Regions from separate parts of the Ovis aries genome. Here region 2 is linked to region 1. Evidence: chromatin contacts called from public Hi-C data. All regions are on one chromosome and are shown on one strand. The core of a region is the stretch at or near the end of the contact, and the rest is flanking DNA. Distances in the headings are between cores, read along the strand shown. Region 1 holds the start of CPED1 (cadherin like and PC-esterase domain containing 1). Region 2 overlaps CPED1 (cadherin like and PC-esterase domain containing 1).

What was found. Hi-C and Micro-C count contacts between places; a contact is called where the count stands out from the background.
Region 2: a contact with region 1 is called in a Hi-C map of liver, with 6 times the contacts expected there. The contact joins the enhancer-like site here to the promoter of CPED1 in region 1. A contact is called at or near these places in 12 of 16 Hi-C or Micro-C datasets (blood, hypothalamus, liver and 7 more).

Annotation. Positions count from the first base shown.
Region 1 is chr4:87,108,356-87,114,724 of ARS-UI_Ramb_v3.0, forward strand. It overlaps CPED1 (cadherin like and PC-esterase domain containing 1), which reads left to right and starts at 2,689. Exons shown (of 19, transcript XM_060414813.1): 1 at 2,689-3,864. The coding sequence starts at 3,616.
Region 2 is chr4:87,239,695-87,246,228 of ARS-UI_Ramb_v3.0, forward strand. The region is part of intron 6 of CPED1 (cadherin like and PC-esterase domain containing 1); the gene reads left to right. Among named protein-coding and RNA genes, the nearest start is that of CPED1, 130 kb to the left of the region's middle. Within about 2 kb of position 3,152, at least 1 of the 54 cell types and tissues checked has an H3K27ac peak or open chromatin away from gene starts, as enhancers often do. A contact at or near this core is called in liver, where this site is marked.

The DNA of each region.
Region 1 (6,369 bases), core at 1,439-3,938:
GATCTTTTGTGTTGGAGAATTTTAAAGAGGAAGATTGCTTGTCCAACCTTGAGTTTATAGAATTCTAAAAGACCTGTCACTCTATTGGCCCAGGTTAATGCTGCTTAAATACAGGCCCTTGAATACTGAAATGATTTAGGAGAAGAGGTACTTTATGAAATTGTATGCACAAGAACATTCAATCTGAAACACTGCCAGAATCCACAGGTTCATATATGGCTTCTGTGTATTACCCTTCTACTGTTCTCACTGAACCAATTTACTCTCTGTCTTTACTGTTCCCTGTTCTGATGCTTCCAAACTCTAACACATGCTACTTCACCTTCCATCGCACCTAGGGCATCGATACCTCCCACGTGTAGCCTCCACCTTCTACTCACTCCCATCCCACACTTGCTCTCATTTTCCCAAACTAGCATTGACCACCCAACCCCACTTCACAGAATAAAGGAAAGAGGACTAATACCAAGTGCTCATGTTTGCTTTGGAGGCTTCTCCAAGAGGCCCATTATTTTATAATTATCTGTTCATGTATCTGCCACCAAAACAGATCCTAAACTCAGCCCCAGGATCAACGACCTAACAGCGTGCATTCTTCCAACACATGTGTACAGAACTCATACATTCTGTCATCTAGTCACTCCAACAACACTTCAAAGGAAGCACTAATATTATCTTCATTTCACAAAGCACTTGTTTAAAACCAGTGATAAGAGGCGGTGCCATGATTCTATCCAGATTGGGGCTACCTCAAATGTTGTCAATGGACTCCCTAGTCTATGTGTATTGTTTTTTCCACCTCTTCTTCCTACTGTTCCACTCTTAACAATCCCTTTTCTCATTTCTGCAGATACTGTTTTATTTACTGTCTCTCTCACTCCCTCAGACTCAGTGGTTAAAATGGAAAATTGGGTTTTTCAATCTGCCGGTATCATTTCTAAAACACTAATTTGCCCTCTTCTTTTTGATTCCTGTTATTTGAAGTTTAGCTGTGAAATTAACTATGCTGTTGTCTTTCACTTCTCCCAGCTCAAAGACAATATGATTTTAGCATCTGGTTTGTGCTTTCTCTCATAGCCTGTACTCAACAATTTAATGATGCCCCAAAACAACAATGTTCTTGCCTGGAGAATTCCAGGGACAGAGGAGCCTGGTGGGCTGCTGTCTGTGGGGTCGCACAGAGTCGGACATGACTGAAGTGACTTAGCAGCAGCAACAGCAAAATAACAGCAGCAAAAGAACACTTCAGGCTCCTCATACTCAGTCTTCAGACTTTTTGCCTTGATAGAAATACATGTCCGCTCCTTTTCATCTAGTGAAGAACTTGGTCTCACCTTGGATCACATCAACACAGGGACAATTCCAATTTAGAGATCTCATAACTCCTACTGTCTCTCAATTACACTGAATGTACCAAAACTATATCTTCCAACTCTGCTGTTTAGCTGTTCCCTCTTCATACTTCCTTGGCTTCTGAAAGTCGAATGCCACTTCCTTTTCCTCTGTGCCTTCATTTGTCATGGGATTGAGGATTCTGAATCTATAAATCAAGCAATATTAAACACACTGGAGGGGATATATGCAAGGGTCCGAGGTAAATCTAGCTTTAGCGTGAATGCTTGTTCTTTGAAGCTTTAAGGTGTTCAAGTATTGGTCTCAGCAAGCTAGAAGACGCCCTAATCTCTGAATCTATAATAGCGAGGCACCCGTAGGGGGCGCTCCGTCTCACAAAATATAAGTGACAGGAGCGTGCCTGAAGGGATGGGATCACTTAAGGGGTGTGGCCTCACAGGAGAACCTCAGCTCACAGGACCAAGTTTGGGTCAGAAACAGGTCACAAAAACCTATTTAGAGGAGCCATGGAAGAATGTCTGCTATGAGCCTAAGCCCGTCCTGGGTATCCAGAGAGGTGAGCAGCAGGTACTAGACAGTTTGCTTTCTCCTTGGCATGTCCTCAGCTGACTCAGCACAAGTGGATGGAGTCTGCAGACTTGCCCTGCTAAGGGTTCCTGGTGGCACTCTGTATAGCATTAGACTGAGTTGACTTCTAGACAAAACCCGCTGTGTACCCCTTTCTGCTGAGCCAAAGTTACCAATGTCAGCTACAATCCAGTCCTTGGGGGAACCCAGTGTCAGGCAATTAAAGATTCAGTTTAGTCCAGGAGAGGAATAATGATGTGATAGGAGTTGGGTTCAGAGTAGAAAAAAAGATCATAGATCATTTCCGGTGAAATCAGTGCATAAAACAGACTTCAATGTGCTGAGGTCCAGAAAGTCCCCGTGACCCTCTTATCCCCATAGCGGTGACCGCAGTTCCCTCAAGTGAAGATCCTCTCAACTCACGCACCGAGTCTGCTTTACACTTCCCCTCGACCTTTGTCATCAGTTGATGAAAGCCTACTTGTTTTTTCAGTGCTGGATTAGGGAAAAGAAATTACATAAGGGGATAGACATAAAATATATATTTAAAATTCTGCAGCTCTGGGTGATCAGCCACATTTCAGGGGGAAATGAGCAACGTTGCTTCCAGTCTGGGGAAGCCAGGCGTCTCAGATGCAGGACTCATAGAGCGCTCCGGCCGCCCCCCAACCCTCCCACCCCAGCCCGGGACCGGGGAGCCCGGGCCTTAGCCCCGCCTTCTCTCCGGCCGGGGGCTGGCTCCCCGCGGGCCGGGCTCCCCGCTCCTCCGGCTCCAGGATCCTAGCCTCGAGCGCGGCCAGCGCGCGCGTGCGGGTCTGTGTTGTCTGTGCGCGCGTGTGTCCGTGGGTGGGAGATGAATTGGAATCATACGACTGGGTGTTTCCTTCCGAGTGGTTTTAATCAGCCATCCATTAGGGGATCATGGAAACTTTTTTTTTTTCCTGACTAAAAGGATGAAAACTGAGTAAGTACAGAGAACTTTGAACTTGAAACGGAATGAAACAAATACAAGCCAAACCCTGCGGGTGATGATAACCATGCCCCTTCAGACCGTGTATTTCCTTTTTCTGTCAAAAGCCTTGAAGGCTTAGAGGAAAGTGGCAATTTAAAACGGAATGAAGGGAAAGAAACAGTTAAGAACCACGAAAGACTGAAAACGGGACTGCTTTAAAACCGGAGGAAAAGTGAGGAACTGTTAAGGCGAGTTGGCCTGCTTCCAGCTGTGCAACAGGCACTTTGGTTTAAACCTATTGCGTTCTCCGCGGCTGTTTTTAGCCTCCAGATTTACTTTAGTTAGTGTTGCTTTTCTTTTCCTGTGAAGCTTTTACTGAGTTTAAGGATGTTGTGAAAAATAAGACATTACCAGAAGCAACAGTTTGGCAGCCTAGGGTACGCTCAGGTTCTTAGTTACAACTATTATTATTTTGATGTCTTTTTTTTTTTTTTTTTCAAAGTCAGGCCGGCCACTTTTTACTGTCCTCCATGGAAGGGCTCTTACTAACCGCCTCAGGCTTTTGGGATCTATGATTCTTTGGCAGGACGCTTCGGAAAGTTTTTAAGTGGAGATGGCGCTATCTTGATGTGATTTAAAGTTGTGGAAAAAGAAGACAGTTTGGTTTTTTTCATGCTGACAAAAAATAGCTGCTATGACTTTTTCGGCAACGTGGACAGGGGCCAAGTGAAGTGAAACTGGTCATGATCTGTCGTCTAATGTTCCTCTGTCGTCGGCGATTTTGCTCCCGGCCCTTCTTGGTGGGCTTGGTGGTGGCAATCTGTCTCTTCTACCAGACTCTGACACTCTGGGGGACAAAGAAGCTTGCAGCTGCTGGCCCCGGGGCTGCCCCAAACACACCCACCAAAACCCAAGCAAGCAGATGCACCAAAGGACTCTTCCTGGACAAGCAGTGCTTCCTTCTCTCTGACAATGCACAGGAGATTGGAAAGGTAAGGCTGGACATAAGCTTAGCCCTGACATTTTCAGCAAAGATAGCAGTCTGCTTCTCTCTGTTCCTTCTGTAAGACTAAAATTAACTTCCATGAGGTCTGAAAAGGATCCAGAGTATACACAGCCCAGAGAGTGACCTTATGACAGCGAAACACATGCTAGCTTCAGCTTCTTTTTTTACTTCCGGAGAGTCCTGGTCATTATTTTCTTTCTCAGAATTTCACTTTGTTTCAGCTAAATGAATTAGACCATTTGGAGAGGATGGGGGTGATGTGAATTCTTTCTTAAAATTGGGGTTCTAAGAGATTTGAAGATTTACAGTTTGGGAACATAAATCAAAGATTCATAAAACTTGGCAAACATTGACTGTCTCTTTTCTCAAGGTAGTCTGTATGAATGGCTGGACCATCCTAGACTCCAAGTTACTCCAAAATTACATTTTCTAATTGGTTATGTCTATTTTATTGCTGAGCACATTTCTATAGCAATATATTTATTTCTGAAGCATTTAAAAATAGCGGAATAGGTTTCTTCAAAAGAATTGACACAGTGCATTTTATTGCTTATAAAATTAGGAAAATGCAGATTATTTTTTATTTATGCTATCCTAATTAACTTTACTAATCTTACTTGTTAAGTGTTGAATAAAATACAAGGCACAAGGAAATACACAGAGTTTTTCTTTTACTATACCACTCTGTGCCTGTTAGTAAAATGAAAACAAACCAGCCTAAAACAGAAAAACAGGCACAAATATTCATGATAACAAAATCACTGATTTCTATGCTACAGCAGGTAGTGCAGTAAGATAATTTATGTAAGCAATAGCTTACATTTGTAGAACTAGGTAGATTCTATGATCATGGTTATTGTTTGGAGCAGAATTTCTTGTCAAATTTCAACTTACTGCTACCATCATTGCTAACACCATACTATCTTGATTTAAAAGCTTTCACACTAAAAAGAATTTTGAAAATTAAAAAGAGAAGATGTTGTTGACAAAAAATTAAAAAACCTTTCACATATTTCATTTCAGACGTATAACTCTTTAAGTTTGGTAATGTGGGCATGATGACACTCAGGGCAGTTTAGGCAAGTATCATGACATGGTCCATTCACCTAGTCCCTACTGCAGTGCTGATTCTCTAAATAAAAGTAAATTCAAAGCTCTAATAACAGTTTGTGAAACCCCAGCTGAAAGAACTAAATGAAATGCAAGATAATATCAGATTTGAACAAAGAAAATTTGAAAACGTTTGAGTGACTTTATCAGTAGCGTCAAGAAATATCTTGACCAAGAAATATGACCAAAAAAGCAAATAATGAAACTAGGAACACATCTAGATGAAACTTCAATGGCAAGTGTGAATCAAATATTAAATTCTCTAAAGTAATTGAGGAATTTGTGTTTTTTATTAATTTATATAATCATTAACCCTTATTTGTGGTTTTAACACATCAAATTCATGATGGGTATAAACTTTGACTTTGAAAGTCACTTTTTTGTTTGTTTCCAATGAGTGTAATTTCTTTAAAAATATTTGAGATGGTTTTGCTCTTTAAGTACTTAAATTTTTTGCTAAGAATTTGGATAAAAAGTTTTTTACTCATTAATTTACAGCCTTTCTTACTCACTACTTGACTTTACAATGGACTCCTGCTGTTGCCTGTAACTTAGGCATATGTTAACTGTTATTTGTAGGTTGTCACAGAAAATTCCATTTTAGCTTTGGACCTTCTGCCACTTATAAACCATCTGAAACTTATTGGCTGCTGGTGTAAAACATTCACTCTAGAATGTTCTTCACTAAAAATGCCTAACACATGATGCTTTTTTTTCCACAGTCTTAAATATTTTAACTATAAGCAAGATTCTGAAATCACAGTTGCAGTTCAGAAGCTCAATAGATATGAAAACTGAATTTCCAAACATTCACTGTGTACCTCTATTTTCAGCTTTACTTGGGCCAACCATTGGTTTAGAGCCAGAAAGTGTCATGTGGAGGTTGGTTAAATATAAATGAGTTCTCCTTGCAATATATGTTCGAGAAAAGAATCACAAATCCCTTTCTGAAGATTAACTATTCTATCAGATAGCTAAAATGAAGAAAGAAATGTCTTTGGAGTCTGTACATAGATCCTTCTCTAAAACAGCTACTTAAAAAGCTCATTAAAAAGATAACTGATGAAAAGCTACCTAGATTTTCCCACAAGACCTAAAATATAGCTCTTTAGGCATTATTTAGAAGAAGCATTTTTTCTAGCTATAAATTTGGGGGTTTGTTGTTTTATTGTCAAACCAAAATATTCATGTTACTAGGGCTTTCCCTTACTTGACTCCATCCATCCTTAGGTGATTATTAAAGTTACCTAAAACATCTGGCTTTGACCTAAGGTTCACAGATTCCAGAAAGTATTTGGAGGCATAAGATGTCTGCCAAACCCAAGCATTTTATGCAAAGAATTATATGTACATGTATGTGTGGTTGTCTATGTGGGAGAAA
Region 2 (6,534 bases), core at 1,902-4,401, 130 kb after region 1:
AATACTATTCTTAAAATTCCACAAGACATAATTTGTGTGTTTGTGTACTGAGTCCTGAATCCTAGGGCTGAATCATTAGTGATTTATGCATTGGGCAGTGAAGCAAGCCCACTAAACTGGTTATCAGTGGCCATTTATAGAACATTCTGGCAGCTAAAGGAGTATGAAAGCAGTAACAGATTTAACTGTGAGCTCATTTATTTCCAATTAGGTCTGCTGCTGAGATACTCTATGTGGTAAAGCTTTAGAGAGAGTTGAAAAATATCATCAATGCAAATTTGAGAAATAATGGAAGTAGAAGCTTTATAAACTAAATTTTTCTAAAATTCTTTCTGTACAAAAGAATAATTTAAAATATAAGTGTTTGAGATTTCCAAAGACTGTTCAAATATACCAGGGGAGGATGAAAAAGGGTAAGAAAATTAATGGCAAATGCAAGATTTGATTACTATATCCTATGATCCAGTTTTAAAACAACTATTTTTGCTGCTGTTAAGGCAATGTCATTTTCCTGGTGAATAAATCCAACTTCAAGCTATATTTTATTCAGAAATTTCTTCCCTGAAAAAAAACCTCTCAATTCAATGATAAAACACTCCAGTTATACCTATGAATTGACCAGTCAAACTCTTCCACAGCCATTCTAACCAAAACTTTCAGTCAAAAACACCCATGGCTGTCTTTAAACACAGGTCGTATAGATGAACTGCAAGAAATTTAAATTTGGTTTTTAGAGTGAAAAGACACAATTATCCCTTCATCCACTGTAAAGTTATCCAACAGAGAGGAAACTCTTATCTGTAACTTCTTTATGATGTCTGGAGATTCTTTATACCTGTGATCATAGCTGACTGCTTTGATGAAAATGTATTGCTGGAGTGACTTATGATTTCTGGAAGAAGACTTAGCCGAAGCCTTATTTTGTCTAGCTGAGACATAATTTAAATAAATTCCTGTTTCGATCTGCAGTTCCATATTCGAAGATGTTCTTTTGTTGATATTTGGTATTCAAAAGTTACATGAGGATAATTCCTTGAATGTAATCAGCTCTTGATACAAACTTGGAATGAATTCCATCAGCAATCATTTAAAAATGTTTAACCATGTGAAGAAATTGCTCAAGGCTATTTTCTCCCTAACTGTTTTAATTCAGCCCCTGTGTGCCTTCCAGTAAATGTAATAGATGTCATCATCTGAATTTCTAGGCAAGGCCACTTTGATAAAAATGGGAAAACACAGGACATTGCTGGCTTTGCTCAAGTCAGTATCTATGAGAATCATCTCCAATGTAAACCAAAGTTAAAGCAAGCTCGTGCCCAGTCTCTAAATCACCAGCTGTCTATCCCCGCTGCATTGGCCTTCGGGGGACCATTCTTCCATTTCCGGTTCCCTCTCACATCGATGGAATCAGCAGATGTGTACAGAGGGGAGAGTGAACCTTGGCAAATAGGGGCATGTTGTTATTTACAAGGACCCCTTTTCATGGATGCATATATCTCTTATTCAATTTTGGAAACGACACAGTTGCAGGGATGAAGTTAGCCTCATTTGTCGTTGATATTTATGCTGTGCCTTTCATAATGTCAGATGAGATAGCTCATATATTCCCAAGGTAAAAATGAGTAATATCTTTGGAAGCAGGTATCAAGTTACAATACAGTTTTTCAACTTGAGGAAGTGTTCTTCTGATTTTCATTTTACGTCTAAGACTGCAGACTATGGAACAGACCTTGTAAAAGACTTTTTCACTGAGCATCTGGCTCTTCTGTAGGCCTGGGAGATTTATGTCAGCTGTAGGAAGAATGTGAATAAAACCCTGCTTCTGGGAGTTTGTGAAACGAGCTGATGTATTACTTAGTCTACTCTTGCTTGGATTAAATTTTAAAATTGCATCAGGGTGTTCATTTTTAAGTATGATTTTATATAAATAGGAATTATAGATAACCAGCATAAAATTAAAAACATGTGTGACTAGAGCTGAATTACAATAAAACCCAAATAATAATTGCAAAATTAACGCTTATCAACCTACACTGATGTTAAATACTATTTCAGATCTGTTTGCTCTAGAAAAAGAATGATTATTTTGCACAGGATTTTAAAGTGCCTAAATGCAAAGCAATGTTATGCTGTTAATGGCATTGGTGTGGTGAAGGCAGCTTTATCTCTTGTGCTGAAAACTTTCATTTCATTTCTTTCATTCACTCATTCATTTCCACCTTGTCCCATAAAAGCTTTCAAGTAATTCTGTACATTCATTCATTTATTCTTTTATGGAATCTGGATTATTAGCCTAAATAGGAAGAAAAGTATTCATTAATTATGGTCACATTTACTTGATCCAAAATGACCATTTAAACATATGACCCTAAGCTTTCAGAACTGTAGGCAAACTCTGGAGAGTGCCAGGTGCACAAAAAATATTAGTCGATGAATGATTGTCTATCATTACCATTTTTACTAAAGGTATCTTATTAATTGTAACTTGCTAAAAACTGAAATTTGAAGAAATATTTAAGAGTAGATTCTACAACAGAGAATAAATACAATGAATTTATATAAACCATCTCTGTTAATTGTTATCTCTTCTGAACTGATGTAGTGAACTGATATGATTATCTGATATGGGCACATAATTATATATTCATTGTAGTGACAACATAAAGGTGAAATCTAATCTTAATGAATACTTTGCTAATTATTATTTCAATGCAAAAAAAAAAAAAAACAACAATGGACAAGTGTCAATTATCTATCCAGAAAAATGGGAGGTTAACCGATATTCAGGGACTTCGGTGTGAGATCAGGTGAGGTAAGTGAATGCATTTAGGAAGCTTAAGAGATGGAAGATGTCGGTGGTATTTGGGGATTTAGGACTTTTGCCTGCTCCCTGTGGCTCAGCTAGTAAAGAATCCGCCTGCAATGCGGGAGACCTGTGCTCGATCCCTGGGTTGGGAAGATCCCCTGGAGAAGGGAAAGGCTATCCACTCCAGTATTCTAGCTTGGAGAATTCCATGGACTGTATAGTCCGTGGGGTCGCAAAGAGTCGGACACGACTGAGCGGCTTTCACTTCACTTCTCTTCACTTTCCACCTTACAGCCCTTTGCCTGTCTTATTCAAAACGCACTTCTCCCTGGCGCCATCTAGTGGACATCTGGGTGGGAATGAGGAAGACGTCCAGGATTTGCAAAGACCAATAGAAGTCCATGGCCTGTGGACATCATAGAAGCTCTTGTAAGTTAGTCTGTGAAGGCTCGTCCTCTTTCTGTCATTATCCCATACAGATGTATTGCCTTGATTTCTGTTACACTTCGCTGATCAGAAGATTATAAAAAACAAACAAACAAGTGTTTAGAATAAAAAATGAGCTTGAAAAATGAGGTCTCTTGTAAGTAATGTTCTAAAGCAGTTTAAGCATCCACAGAGAACACCATTTTAATTTTTCAGTTTCTCATTATTTCTTCAATAGGTGAGCTAGCTAAGCCAGGAAGATATTCAAAGACAGAGGCACCATAATCTCTTCCTTCGTGGGTCTGTGCATGTTAAGTCACTAGTCGTGTCCGACTTTGCGACCCTATGGACTACTCCTCCAGGCTTCCTGTCATGAGATTCTTCAGGCAAGAATAAGGGAGTGGGTTGTCATGGGGATCTCCTCCAGGGGATCTTCCCGACCCAGGGATCAAACTCGCGGGTCTTATGTCTCCTGCACTGGAAAGCAGGTTCTTTACCACTAGTGCCATCTGGGAAGCCCAGTCTCTTCCTTCACTAACCTCCAGATGTTAAAGATTTGTTAAGGTGAATCTTTGGGTAATGGACCCACAAATCAAGGCAAAACTCTGCCATCTTCCTGAGTTTTTCCGTTTCTGAGAAGGCACCAAGAGACTTGCTAAATTTAATTTCATAACTTTGATTCCTAGACTTGGACAACAAGGCTCACCTGAGTTTTGCATCCCTGTGGTAATGTTCAGGATCTTCTGAGGGCAAGAAAATATATTGGGAGGAAAAAAAAATCAGGTAAAGTGAAAGAATCAAGAGAACAAAAACTAAGCAAAAAAATTTACTTGCCTAAATACATGCAAAATTCTTGAAAGAAGAGATTCTGTTTACTTTTGATTAAAAAAAAAAACCTTCAGTACTTGACACAATACTTAATACTCAGCAGGCAGAAGGGAGAGAAATGGCTTGGAATAGAGACTCCACTCATCAAATTGTTGAAAAGAATAATCAGTAATAACCTCTTTACAAAATGTGATGTGAATGCAAACTAATGATAGTAAAGACAATGACAGCAAATATCACTAAAATTTAATTACTTTAATGCCTAAGTTTATTCTAAAACATATACCTAGTGGAGAAGACAGGTGATATTTACATTTTCACATTAGGTAGAGAAACAAAATAGCTTTGCACCAGTATGTTCTGAAGATTATTGCATGTTTGTCATTTTAAACATTTCTATTAACAATTTCCTTTATTCGTTGAGATGTATCTCTAAGGCTGTGACAAACTAGATACAAAATATTCCCAGATGTGCCAACTAGGTAAGACTGATTTGTCTGCTAAAGGAAGCCAGGCTTTTGCTCCCTTCAGGAGAAAATCTGACTTGCATTTGTCTTATGTGATTTATGCATTGTAAGTTTAAGATGAAATACAGCCTTTTCCCTTCCATATATTAAAATGTGGCTTCAAATTTGAAAGAAACCGCAGTCTTCTCAGAAACCTACATTGCTATGTGATGAGGCAAAACAAAAATACTGTATTGCCCCCAAGTGGTCTTTGTAGGTATTTCCTGCACTATCCAACAGTGAAGGAAAAAGAGAAGGCAAAAATACTGTACTTGGATAGCAAATCTTCGACCATTTTCTTTCACTGGATTATACATATTTTTTCTTTAAAAATCATTTGATGATCCAGGTTGCGGTGGTCAGGATATATTGTTAAGTAGAGATTCTGAATGGTGGTAAATCTTCAGTGCAATTTAAATTGCCTAGGTCACACAATTATTTGGAATATCAACATTTGTAAGTTACAGGAGATTGTTTTCCATTTAAGAAGATTTTGCAATACACAATTTAAAAAAAAATTACTGTAACATTGTCACTAGCACTTTCAACTGAGCATTTGAGAGCACATTATTTTTATCTGCGTATCTTTTTGTGTACTGCTATTTGATTTCAACTTGAACCTCAGATTGGTTTTTAACCTGAATTTCTTTGAATTATATAGATGACCTAGTATCGTGAGGCGGAACTGAAAGTTTATCTTTCATTTCTCTGAACGTTGCTGAGGCAGATGAAGATGGATTCTTTCTCAAGATTCTGCACATATGCTATATTCTATACGTACTATAATATACAGACTATTTGTTTGCTTTTTTAAGTTCTCTTTGAGCATCTTCCAGTAAAGCAATCATTCTCTGACTTCCTCATTTCCTGACATGGAGCGTCCCCACACCCCTCACTCTATCCTCTCTCTCATAACAGCTTGTCCTCTCTCTCTCACCTCTGTACTTAAACCTAGTTAGTAAAACCTCTGTGAAGCAAGTTTTACCATTTGGAGAAAGGGGCAACAAGAGAGGAATTCCAGCTATCCCTGCATATTTGTTGTTGTTGCTCTTCAGTCATTAAGTCCTGTCCGAGTCTTTGCAGCCCCAAGCACTGCAGCATACCAGGCTCCCTGTCCTTCACTATCTCCTGGAGTTTGCTCAGACTCATGTCCATTGAGTCCATGAGGCTATCTGACCGTCTCATCTTCTTCTCCTTTTGCCTCCAGTATTTCCCAGCATCAAGGTGTTTTCCAGTGAGTCGGCTCTTTGCATCAGGTGGCCAAAGTATTGTAGCTTATGTATCTATACGTGGTTGTGTCCCCCGCTAAACCAGTTTCCTGATGCCTGGTGTCTATAGTCTTCCAGAATCCAATAGTTCCAGCCATCAGTCTCCTTTACCTGTTTAAAAAAAACTACTGTTCCAAAATGATTTCTACCAGAAATTTGATTCCAGATGTATTTGGAAGGCAGGAGGATTTTTCCACATACTTGATTACCCAAATCATCTACACAAAGAATATGTCCTCAAGTAACAGAGAGTGAAATTATCACACTAAACTCAGAAGTCACGGAAGAAAAACATTATGCTGAGGAAATGTGTTACATTTTCATGCTTTCTGGGAGTTACTGTTAAAAAAGAAATGTGATTTAAAAATATGAATAGGACAATGATGACATCTTTCAGGCTGAATGAGAAGCATATATCCAGTTGCATTTTTACTCTAAAGGAGAGAGAAACAAATCCTTAGTACTGGGTCTATACTGCTGGATCTACAGAACTAAAAAGAAAAACCCCAAAGCATGACCTCTAGGGGCCTAAGAATGGATGTGCAGTAAGACGATTCTTAAACCAACTCTGTGAACTCAGGCCAGTCTTTGGATCTCTCTGAACCACTTTCTCTATCTGAAAAATAGGACTAGTTTCCTATGGGTTAAATGAGTCTTTTGATTCCTTCTGCAGATATTTACTGGGCACTTCTCATATGCT